Regions from separate parts of the Mus musculus genome. Here region 1 is linked to region 2. A link is a contact called in public promoter capture Hi-C data. All regions are on one chromosome and are shown on one strand. Each heading gives the region's core, a stretch centred on a gene start, on an enhancer-like site or on the middle of the called end of the contact. The rest is flanking DNA. Distances are from core to core; before and after follow the strand shown.

Region 1 (4,972 bases), core at 1,914-4,413, 1.1 Mb after region 2:
TGTCATATATTATATGTGTACTCGAATCACTAAGCAGGTAGACTATACTACAGAAAGGAACAGCAGGAAAGCAAGCAGCTGGAGCCTGAGAGGGATCTGGAAGACCCAACCTCTGGGGATCAGCACAGAAATCTCAGGTTAGCAACTGCTGAGAGCCTGGCACCGTACTTCACACACCCATGCATATGAGAAAGGAAAAGAGGGAAATAACCTCCTCAACGCCACGTCACGTGCTGCCCACCCACTGCCGGGATATAGAGCACCTACACACACCTTCAGAGAAATCTGACAGAGGTAAGCTAACAGCCCATCACCGAGGACTCACTGACATACCTCTGTGGTGAGCTTACTAAGACACTTTACTAACCCTCCATCTCCACTGAAAAGGCCTGCGTTCAGTTCCACCAAAGGCAGAGGGGCAAGCCAGCATGAATAAGCTTCTAAACTAGGTAACTTTATAAGTGGGTATCACATCCAAGTTCAATATCCATTTCTGTACCTTGTCCTAACAATGTAGCCCTGGCTTCTAGTCTGTTTAAGTGAACTCAGAGATGAGGGGCCACTCCTCCAGGGGTAAATCATTCAAACAGCATTTCCAAGGCTGATGGTAAAAATGAGTTAGCAATCACATTAATGAAGATATTTGTTCTCTTGAGAATAAGCCGTTCATTTTGATTAGGACTGCCATTTTCTGATTGCTGGAAGCTCGAACTCACTTGTACAAAAAGCACCAGCAAACACAGGTAAGAATGGCATTCAAGGTGTCGACGTTTTCCTGGGAGTTGATCTACCCCATGAAGCAGCCCAGGAACTGCGAAGATGTTTAAATCACAAGATTCCCAACCCTGTCATAAAAAATTATAATGCAAGTTCTAGAGTCAGAAGAAACTCTTTGAGTCTCTTTTGCTCATTCAAGGTGATTACACACTGGAGGCTAATCTGGGTCCCAGTGAGACCCTGTCACAAGAATATAAAAAACATCACTGCAAAATTATCAGATGAAGGTGTAATGGCATGGTTGGAAAGACGGGTCAGTGATTAAGCACACTGGTTGTTCTTCAAAGGACCAAGGTTTGATTTCCAGCATCTACATGGAGGCTCACAACCATCTTAACTCTAATCCCAGGGGATCTGATGCCCAACACGGACCCCCTTAATATCACTGAAATCAAAGATTGGACCCTCCTGATAGGACTTAATATTTGTGCAGCACTCCAAACAAGCTACCCTCAACAACAAAAAGTATATAGCTAGATCTTATCGGCTCTTTAAATCTAATTATCAGTTCCCAGGAAATAATGGGATGGATAAATAAAGGAGCAAGTTACAGGAAGATTTAGCGGGAAACATCTTCAGGATGGATAACCAGCTTCCTCAACAAATATATCACCTGAGAAAATACAAGAGCAGAGAAACTGTTTCATACTCAAGGGGACCTACGGGTACATGCAGAAAATGCAGTGTGCCTGGACATGGGAGCACTTGCCTTTAATCCCAACACTAGGAAGGCAGATCTCTGTGGGTTTCTGGCCAACTCTCTGTCTTAGTCAGGGTCTCTAGTCCTGCACAGACATGACCGAGAAGCAAGCTGGGAAGGAAAGGGTTTATTCAGCTTACACTTCCACACTGCTGTTCATCACCAAGGAAGTCAGGACTGGAACTCAAGCAGGTCAGGAAGCAGGAGCTGATGCAGAGGCCATGGAGGGATGTTTCTTACTGGCTTGCTCAGCTTGCTCTCTTATAGAACTCAAGACTACCAGCCCAGGGATGGCACCACCCACAATGGATCCTCCCACCCTTGATCACTAACTGAGAAAATGCCTTACAGCTGGATCTCATGGAGGCCTTTCCTCAAGGGAGGCTCCATTCTCTGTGATAACTCCAGCTTGTGTCAAGTTGACACACAAAACCAGCCAGTACACCCCCTCTCTCAGAGAGAGAGAGAGAGAGAAGACAGAGAGAAAAGGAAGACAGAGAGAAAGAAGAGAGAGAAAGGAGAGAGAGAGAGAATTCTGACTTCTTTTGGATCCCTATAAGCAAACCAACCGTAAAGAAAGCTGAACAGTAACTCATAGTTAAATAATATATAGTTAATTTTCTTAACTATATTTTGTTTTGGTTTGGTCTTTTTTGAGATTAGGGTCTCTCTATGTTGTGGCCCAGGCTGTCCAAGAATTCACTACGTAGATCAAGCTGAGCTTGAATTCAGAGATCCACCTGCCTCTGCCTCCCAAGTGCTGAAATTAATGGTGTATGCCACCACTGCCAGCCCTTCAACTTGACCGTACACTTTCAGTATTAGATGTATTTTCTGCATTTACCTGCCATGGTTAACTTCATTATAGCTGACACTTGTCTTAGCATTTAAAATACGCACCCAGTTCTCTAATCCCATGCTTCTCTTCCACAGCCCCTTGAAGGTCCCTGAATTCTTATCTATACAAATCATATCCTCTTGAAGACCATTCCAAAATTCTGAACGTTTCATTTTTATGGTTGACTGTGGCTCATCTATGACATTTGTAGCATACTACCTTATACTGATTTGTTGCTGTTGTTACTTAGTTTCGTTCATGCAACAGGTTGCATTATCAATCCTGACACACTTATTGAATACGTCTATATTTTGGGCCTGTGTTTCTAATAAGTGTGCTACAATGAATAGACAGTCTCGGAATTTGTTGACGGTTACAATTTAGTAAGGAAAAATCAGAATTACGCCAACCACAATTGCAAGTATTTTAAGAGGGTTTCTTTTGCAATGGAGTTGTATCATTGCAGCTTCTAGGAGAATGAAGTCCAAAAATACGGTAATGTTAGCGCCAGACATCATCGTAGGCTTAGTTTCCCCTCCGCTTACTTGACCACCGTAGCGCCTGAAAGAGCCTCTGGCCCTACACTTCAGACAAGACCCAGAAGGCTTTGCAGCGCCGCGGAGAACTCTGGGATACAGGTGGATAAACAAAGCAAAGAAAAAAGGCCATGACCCAGGCCCGAAAATCTGCCATTAATTTAATGGATGTCTTTTTCGACTCTTTTGGGGTGCTTACCTTTCCTGAATGCCCCATCACCGGAGGCCTCACTTACGTCCGCAAAAGCCGGGAACAGCGCCATGATCACAGGCCGCACTACCACTCCTGCCTCAGAAATGGCGCCGTCTGGAGAGCTCTGGTTGGAGGACGGTGACTCGCGAGGCACTCTGGGAAATGTAGTTCTTCCTGCACTCTTTAAGGCTTAACTCCTGGGCAAGGCGGTGCGGAGACCCAAAGGGTAGAGAGGGGAGGAGGGAAGAGGGTGAGATTGAGGAAGAACAGTTTCCTTGTAGTTAGTGCCCTCCGGCTTCACTGAACAATGGACAAGCAGGAACCGGAAGAGGAAGTTGGGAGGGGGGAAGGTGTGGAAACTGGAATTCAGCTCCTCTGGTAAAAGCACATTGCCTCCTTTAAACTGGATCAAAGTAATCAAATTCTGTAAGATTCATTTTCCTCCTCTGCAAGATTGTGTGTGTGAGTGTATGTATACGTACACATATACATGTACAAATTGCAATTGTTTCACCCATAAGAAGCATTTAAAAGGTGGCTTTAAACTGGGTGTGGGGGCAAACCCCTTTTAAGTCCCAACACTCAGTGGTAGAGGCAAGTGGATCTCTGTGAGTTCGACACCAGCTGGTCTACATAGTAATTTCCATGAGAGTCAGAACTGTATAGAGACGATGTCTCAAAAAAAGCCAATAAAAAGAAAGAAAAGAAATGAAAAATTAGCTTCTATGTGAGATGTGACAAGTTCCACGGCAAAATGTAAGTGATCCAAATATAAGTTGTCATTTTAAATACCCTAGGAATACAGAAGAGTACAAAGTCCCAATAAGATAAAGGTCTTTGACAATAAATGCATATACTTACCTATAAAGTATTTTTGAGATTCCCCTACCAAAAAAAAAAAAAAGGTTGGGTGCAGGAGCCAATGAAATGGCTTAAATAATAAAGGTACTACCAAGCAAGCATGGATACCTGAGTTTCATCCAGGCTCCACAAAGTTGTCTTCTGACCTCCAAGTGCACAGGGCACCACAATAAAATAAAGTTTAGAAAAAAAAAAAAGCTAAACCCAGAGATGTGACTAATCATCTAAACAAAGGAATGGATGGAAACCTATCCAAGCAGCTCCGTGTACCATGTAAACTGTGTGTACCATGTAAACTGTGTGTGTCCAAAATAAATGTCCAAGTTTTCAGGTCCCTAAAAGTACTTGGAAAAAGGAGGCCAGTAGAATCCACTTGTCTTCAACTGTAAATCTCAAGTTCCGCCAAACCTGACAGGAAGTTATCTCAGTTGATTAAATCAATATCTGCATCAGGGCACGATGATGCTCACCTTTAATCTCAGCACTCTGGAGTCAGAGGCACTGGCACTCACTCTGTGAGTTTGAGGCCAGTCTGATCAACAAAGCAAGTTTCAGGACAGCCAGGGCTACACTGAGAAATCCTGTCTGTCTTAGTTAGGGTTTTACTGCTTTGAACAGACACCATGACCAAAGCAAGTCTTATAAAAAACAACATTTAATTGGGGCTGGCTTACAGGTTTAGAGGTTCAGTCCATTATCATCAAGGTGAGAGCATGGCAGTATCCAGGCAGGCATGGCACAGGAGGAGCTGAGAGTTCTATGCCTTCATCCAAAGGCTGCTAGTGGAAGACTGACTTCCAGCAACTAGGGTGAGGATCTTATGCCCACACCCACAGTGACACACCCATTCCAACCAGGTCAAACCTATTCCAACAAGGCCACACCTTCAGATGGTGCCACTCCCTGGTCCAAGGATATACAAACTATCACACTGTCTCAAAACAAAACAGAAAACAAAACTAACTAAAATGGTTACAGTCTTTCCCCAATGTTTCATCTCTTTCTATTCCAGAAAAATAAGAATTAAATGTGAAAGGCTTCAAAAAAATTTTGAAAGCCATGATAAT
Region 2 (4,997 bases), core at 1,512-4,011:
AGGATATAGTTCTTCAAAGCTTCTCAGAGTTCAGTGAAATTTTGATTTTAAAATTATCAATGCTGCAACTGCTGCTTCACATGAATATGTAGTGCACACGACACAATGACGTGCAGGGCCATTTCAGAATAAAATTGGGATTTGGAAGTCCTGTGCTATCCAAAACCAAGATTCACTTAATGGTTTTTAATGGAATTCATCATCAATTAAAAAAATCAAGTTTTAAAATCAAGCACTGGACAGGCGGGCAGTGGTGGTGCACGCTTTTAATCCCGGCACCTGGGAGGCAGAGACAGGCGGATTTCTGAGTTCAAAGCCAACCTGGTCTACAGAGATAGTTCTAGGATAGCCAGAGCTACACAGACAAACCCTGTTCTAAAAAGAAATTTTTTAAAAAAATCAGTTATAATTTAAGAAGTTGGAGGCTGGGGCACTTACACATTTTTTTTCCCTGCCACCAATGACTACCTCAAAGCATGGCTGCAAATGTCCTGAGACAGCAGAGTAGATGGACAGGGAGTTTTTATGATCTGTCTCAAAAGTTATGCGCACTTAGTGATGTCCCAATCTACCAACTGAAACTGGCACAAATCTCACCCAGGTTTGGGAGGGGCAGACATAGAGGAAGGATCCTAAGTTTACTTAGGAATGTGCAAAGAGAGGATCTTAGTTACGTAAGTGTGAGATGGAATGCATTTGGGCCAGCTGCTTTTAGAAATACAATCTGCCACTCCACTATCCAAAGTATAGGCTGCACAGACACAAAGACACGGACAGACAGACAGACAGACACACACACACACACACACACACACACACACACATACACACACCACACACACACACCAAGACAAAACAAAACAAAAAGCTGGGTGGTGGTGGCATACTACTTTAATTCCAGTATCCAGGAGGCAGAGGCAGGTGAATCTCTAAATTCAAGTCCAGCCTGATCCACAGAGCAAGTTCCAGGATAGCCAGGACTACCCTGAGGAACCCTGTCTTTAAAAACAAAATAAAAAACCTGTTGTATTATCTGTCGTTGCCAGTTTTAAAAAGCTGTAAAGGGGCAAGCATCCCTTCTCCAAACAGAAGTACAATTCCGTAGAGAATGAGGATGCTGTGTCTAAGAGGGTACCAAAGGGTTCATGTGGGTCTCTGTGTATGATGTGGTGATATTTCTCCCAGATGCAGAGAACATCTTCCTCCCACACAGAATGATGAAGGACAAGCACAAGAAGAAGATCTTAGCATCTTTCTGTCTCATAAAGAAAGGAAGGGAGGGAGGGAGGGAGGGAGGGAGGGAGGGAGGGAGGGAGGGAGGGGGAGAGAGAGAGAGAGAGAGAGAGAGAGAGAGAGAGAGAGAGAGAGAGAGAGAGAGAGACCTGTTTCTACCATCCCAGGACTTTAATTGCAAAACTCTGTTGTTGGGGGCACACTTTGTTTTCTCCAGGCTCCGGGCCCCAGGCTCTGGCCCCCAGGCTCCCGTGCGCACACAGATGCTTTTCGTGTCCCCTCTTCATCAGCAGCGTGGTGGCTGAAGGAGCACCTGGACTTGAGAAGGCTGGGTGCTCTCTGAATGACTTTAGTTGAAATGCTTCACTGTGCTTCAGTTTCCTTCCGTGAACAATGATGCTAATCACAAGGCTTGCAACATTTTGTAAACAGCGAATGTGCTGGTTCCTGGAGCTCCTTTACACTTGACAAGTGCTTTAAAATTGTTACTTGCACCAGGTCCAGATTTATTTGTGAACACCCCCAGGATATACCTACCAGGGACAGATCCTTATGACTGGGCTGTCTCTTCTTTCGTTGTTACAGACAGATACCAATAATACTGCTCTGGGTGTGCTCCTATTCTGCAAACAGACCAGGAAGAGGCTGGAAACCGATTGAGTAAGGAGAAGTAGAAAAATCAAGGTTCTCTGATTGGATATGAATTCTCTTTCCAAATCCCCATCTTTCCTGGGCCTTTCTCAGGCTAAAGCTCCTCACTCTGTGAAGATGTCTCCGAATGGAGAAGCAAGGAGTACTCAAAGCTTCATCTTCTCCTAATGGAGAATGGCTTGGGTTTTTACCTTTGTTAACTGGGCGACCTTGAGCAGTCCTCCATCCCCCACTGCCGCTATAAGTTAAAGGTCCCTATAGCTCTTTTATCGCTGGAGTTTAACATATGTCTACCTGCGGGGAGGGGGGCGTTTCCATAGCAACAGAAGTGCGGGATGTTAAGTCTCCCTTTCTAGTATCCAGAACCCAGCCTACATAGGGACCTCCTAAACCTGGGGAATATTTATGCTGAGGCAGAGCCCCCTGGGGCGATTCCTGGAATCACCAAGCTTGGATCAGGGTGCTACACATTGGCTAGCGAAAGATCCCGAAGGTAGAAAGAGTGGTTCTTGCTGCAGACGCGGTCCATGTCTGTCTGTCTGGGCATGTCTCAGGGGCTGGGAGTTATATCTCATCTCCTGACTCCGGGAAAACGCATGATCTGGCATGATGAGAGACTCTCTGGGGACTTTTGCTTTTTGTTTTCCTCGTTTTTTGAGACCAGAGAGCTCAAACCATTGGGGTACATGTTGACGGCTAGACTGCAGCCTCTGATGATAACTGTCCCTTTGCATAAGTCCTCTGCACCTCGGGGTAGAAACAGCTCCACCAGGGGGCAGTGCAAAGAAAAATTCGATATGGGGACCAGAGGAGATGTCCTAAGCCAAGCATCCTAACTAGGCTCCTGGCTGAGCAGCGCGACAACCCCAGCGGGTGGAGTCGCAGCGCTTTGATGTCGCGCGGCCACACGGTGGCGCTGCCGCACCGCCCTCCAGCAGACGACACAGGGCTAGGCATGCCCCAGGCAGGGACAGGCCAGGGGTACAGAGCAGGCACCTCAACTCTCCCCTTGATGGCCAGTCTTGGGACGCAGTGTCCACCTTTATGCCTTGCGACACATTCGTGACCCTGCCCTTGAGCCTCATGGAGGTCGGGAAGCTGAGGCTGAAAGGATTAGGAATCCTGGGGCTTAGCTTCAATGGCTAAACCTCTGACAAGGCCTTTTTCCTAAAAGGAAAAGAAGAGAGCTGTAAGAGAAAAGAGCCGTTAGGATTTATTCCCAGGGGTTCCTAGAAACTGCCACAGCCTGCGAGGTCAAAGTTAAACCATTTTGTACGGAGCATGAGAGAGAGAGAGTCGATGCTTGCTCCAGCAGCAGTGAGCAGAGCTGACGGCCAATGCCGGCTATCTGCAGCCAGGTCTGTGGACATCCCACCACAGAACCTTACTCCCAGTTGTCAGTCACCTAAGAAGAAGGAAAAGAAACCCCCAAATTCCTTCTTTCCATCCTTAGAAGTAGGAAAGTAGAAACACCTTTAACTTGGTTCTGATCTTGAAGACCAACAAGGGAAGTCAATGACTTTGGGGGTGACTGCAGCAAGACAGAAGAAGGAACACAGAGCCCTGAATCAGTGCCCCGGGCAGGTTCTCTTACCTAAAGATGGTGGTCTCAGCGAAATGAATGGTCGTTAAGTCACTGTGCTTGGAGGCACAGGGCTGTGATGGTATGCCATTACTGTAAATGAATTCAAGAGACGGATTGCTTTATCTTAAAAGCTCACAGTTTTCAAGGTTTCAAGTCTATAGCTGGTTGGTTCTGTGGTAAGACAAAATCATGGTGGGAGTACACAAAGTAGGAGGCCTGTTAACCTCATCGTGTCTGGGAAACAGGGCAGAAAGTATATTCCCAATGCCTTCTTCAAGGGCATGCCCCTAATAGCTTCACCAGGTCCCTACCTCTCAGTAGTGCAATGGGTGGGAACCAAGCCTTTAACACATGGGCCTTTGGCTGACACCAACAGTCCAACAGAGAGCAAGGGAGGTGATCAGCTATTTGGTCTGGTACCGCACCATAACTGATTGCAGAATTAACTAACTACAGCATCTGATCGGGTAATAAGATCCTTGGTTACGTAGGTATGATAGGCAGTGTCGACTGTCAACTTGATAGGCTGTAGAATCGCCCAGGAGACAGGCCCCCAAGAACACCTGCAAGGGATTATCTTTGATTAGGTTAACCAAGGGGAAGGCTTGCCCTAATAGTGGGCAGTACCACTCCTTGGCTTAGGCCCTGGTTGCATATAAAGGAGAAAGCTAGCTGAGCAGGATCGCCCACACTCCTCTGCTTCCTGCCTGCTGAGGCACTGTGACCAGCTTGCTCAAGCCCAGACTGTACCCTGGAACTGAGAGCCAAGACAGGCCCTTTCTCCATGAAGTTACTTTTGCCAAGATATTTTATTACAGCAATAGAAGTAGGAGAGTGGCTAACGCAGTAGGAGAAAGGAGGTTTCAGGTAGAAAAAGAACCCAAGTGCTAAACACAAGACAAGTCATGATACTCTGAGGATGCTTTCTGCAAAGCATAGATGTGTGTGTGTGTGTGTGTGTGTGTGTGTGCATACATACATATACATATATACATAAACACATATATGTGTGCATATGTACATGTATGTATATATACATGTATGTATATATATGTGTGTGTGTGCATGTATACATAGACATGCGCATATATACATATATAAGCACACACAGGCCATCTGCACACCATTAGCACCACCCTCTTTATCAAGAAAAATAAGCTTAAATAGTTCTTAGCACACTGTCTGAGGAGGGCTTAGAATGCAATTTTCAAAGCTCAAAATCTGTCATAAGTTTACTTTCTCTGAGTTGGACACCATTCAGAGCTAACACAGACACACATTCACACTCACACACACACACATTCACACACACAACTCTTCTGTCTACGCTGCAATGTCCTTAGGTAACTATGCACACTCTCTTACCATGGTAAGGTAACTATCTTACCATGTATTTCCTCAGAGAGTTGCTAGAGTCTGCCTGACCATTTGCACCCTCTCTTCCCGAGTCATGTCTTTATTACATCAAGGAGGTCAGGCTAAAACTTCATTCCCACTCACATCTCCAATAATCCCTTGAGGGGACTTC

What was found. Promoter capture Hi-C pulls out the DNA fragments that hold promoters and counts their contacts.
Region 1: a contact with region 2 is called in a promoter capture Hi-C map of hippocampal neurons, with 3 times the contacts expected there. The contact joins the promoter of Nrde2 here to the enhancer-like site in region 2. A contact is called at or near these places in 5 of 39 promoter capture datasets (embryonic stem cells, hippocampal neurons, liver and 2 more), 1 of 15 datasets of contacts at CTCF or cohesin (large pre-B cells) and 2 of 115 datasets of contacts at active chromatin or transcription factors (astrocytes and large pre-B cells).

Annotation. Positions count from the first base shown.
Region 1 is chr12:100,156,490-100,161,461 of GRCm38.p6, forward strand. Nrde2 (nrde-2 necessary for RNA interference, domain containing) reads right to left here and starts at 3,164. Exons shown (of 14, transcript NM_001290303.1): 1 at 3,051-3,164. The coding sequence starts at 3,114.
Region 2 is chr12:99,081,605-99,086,601 of GRCm38.p6, forward strand. No RefSeq gene overlaps it. Among named protein-coding and RNA genes, the nearest start is that of Gm40554, 60 kb to the left of the region's middle. Within about 2 kb of position 2,762, at least 41 of the 459 cell types and tissues checked have an H3K27ac peak or open chromatin away from gene starts, as enhancers often do. A contact at or near this core is called in hippocampal neurons, where this site is marked.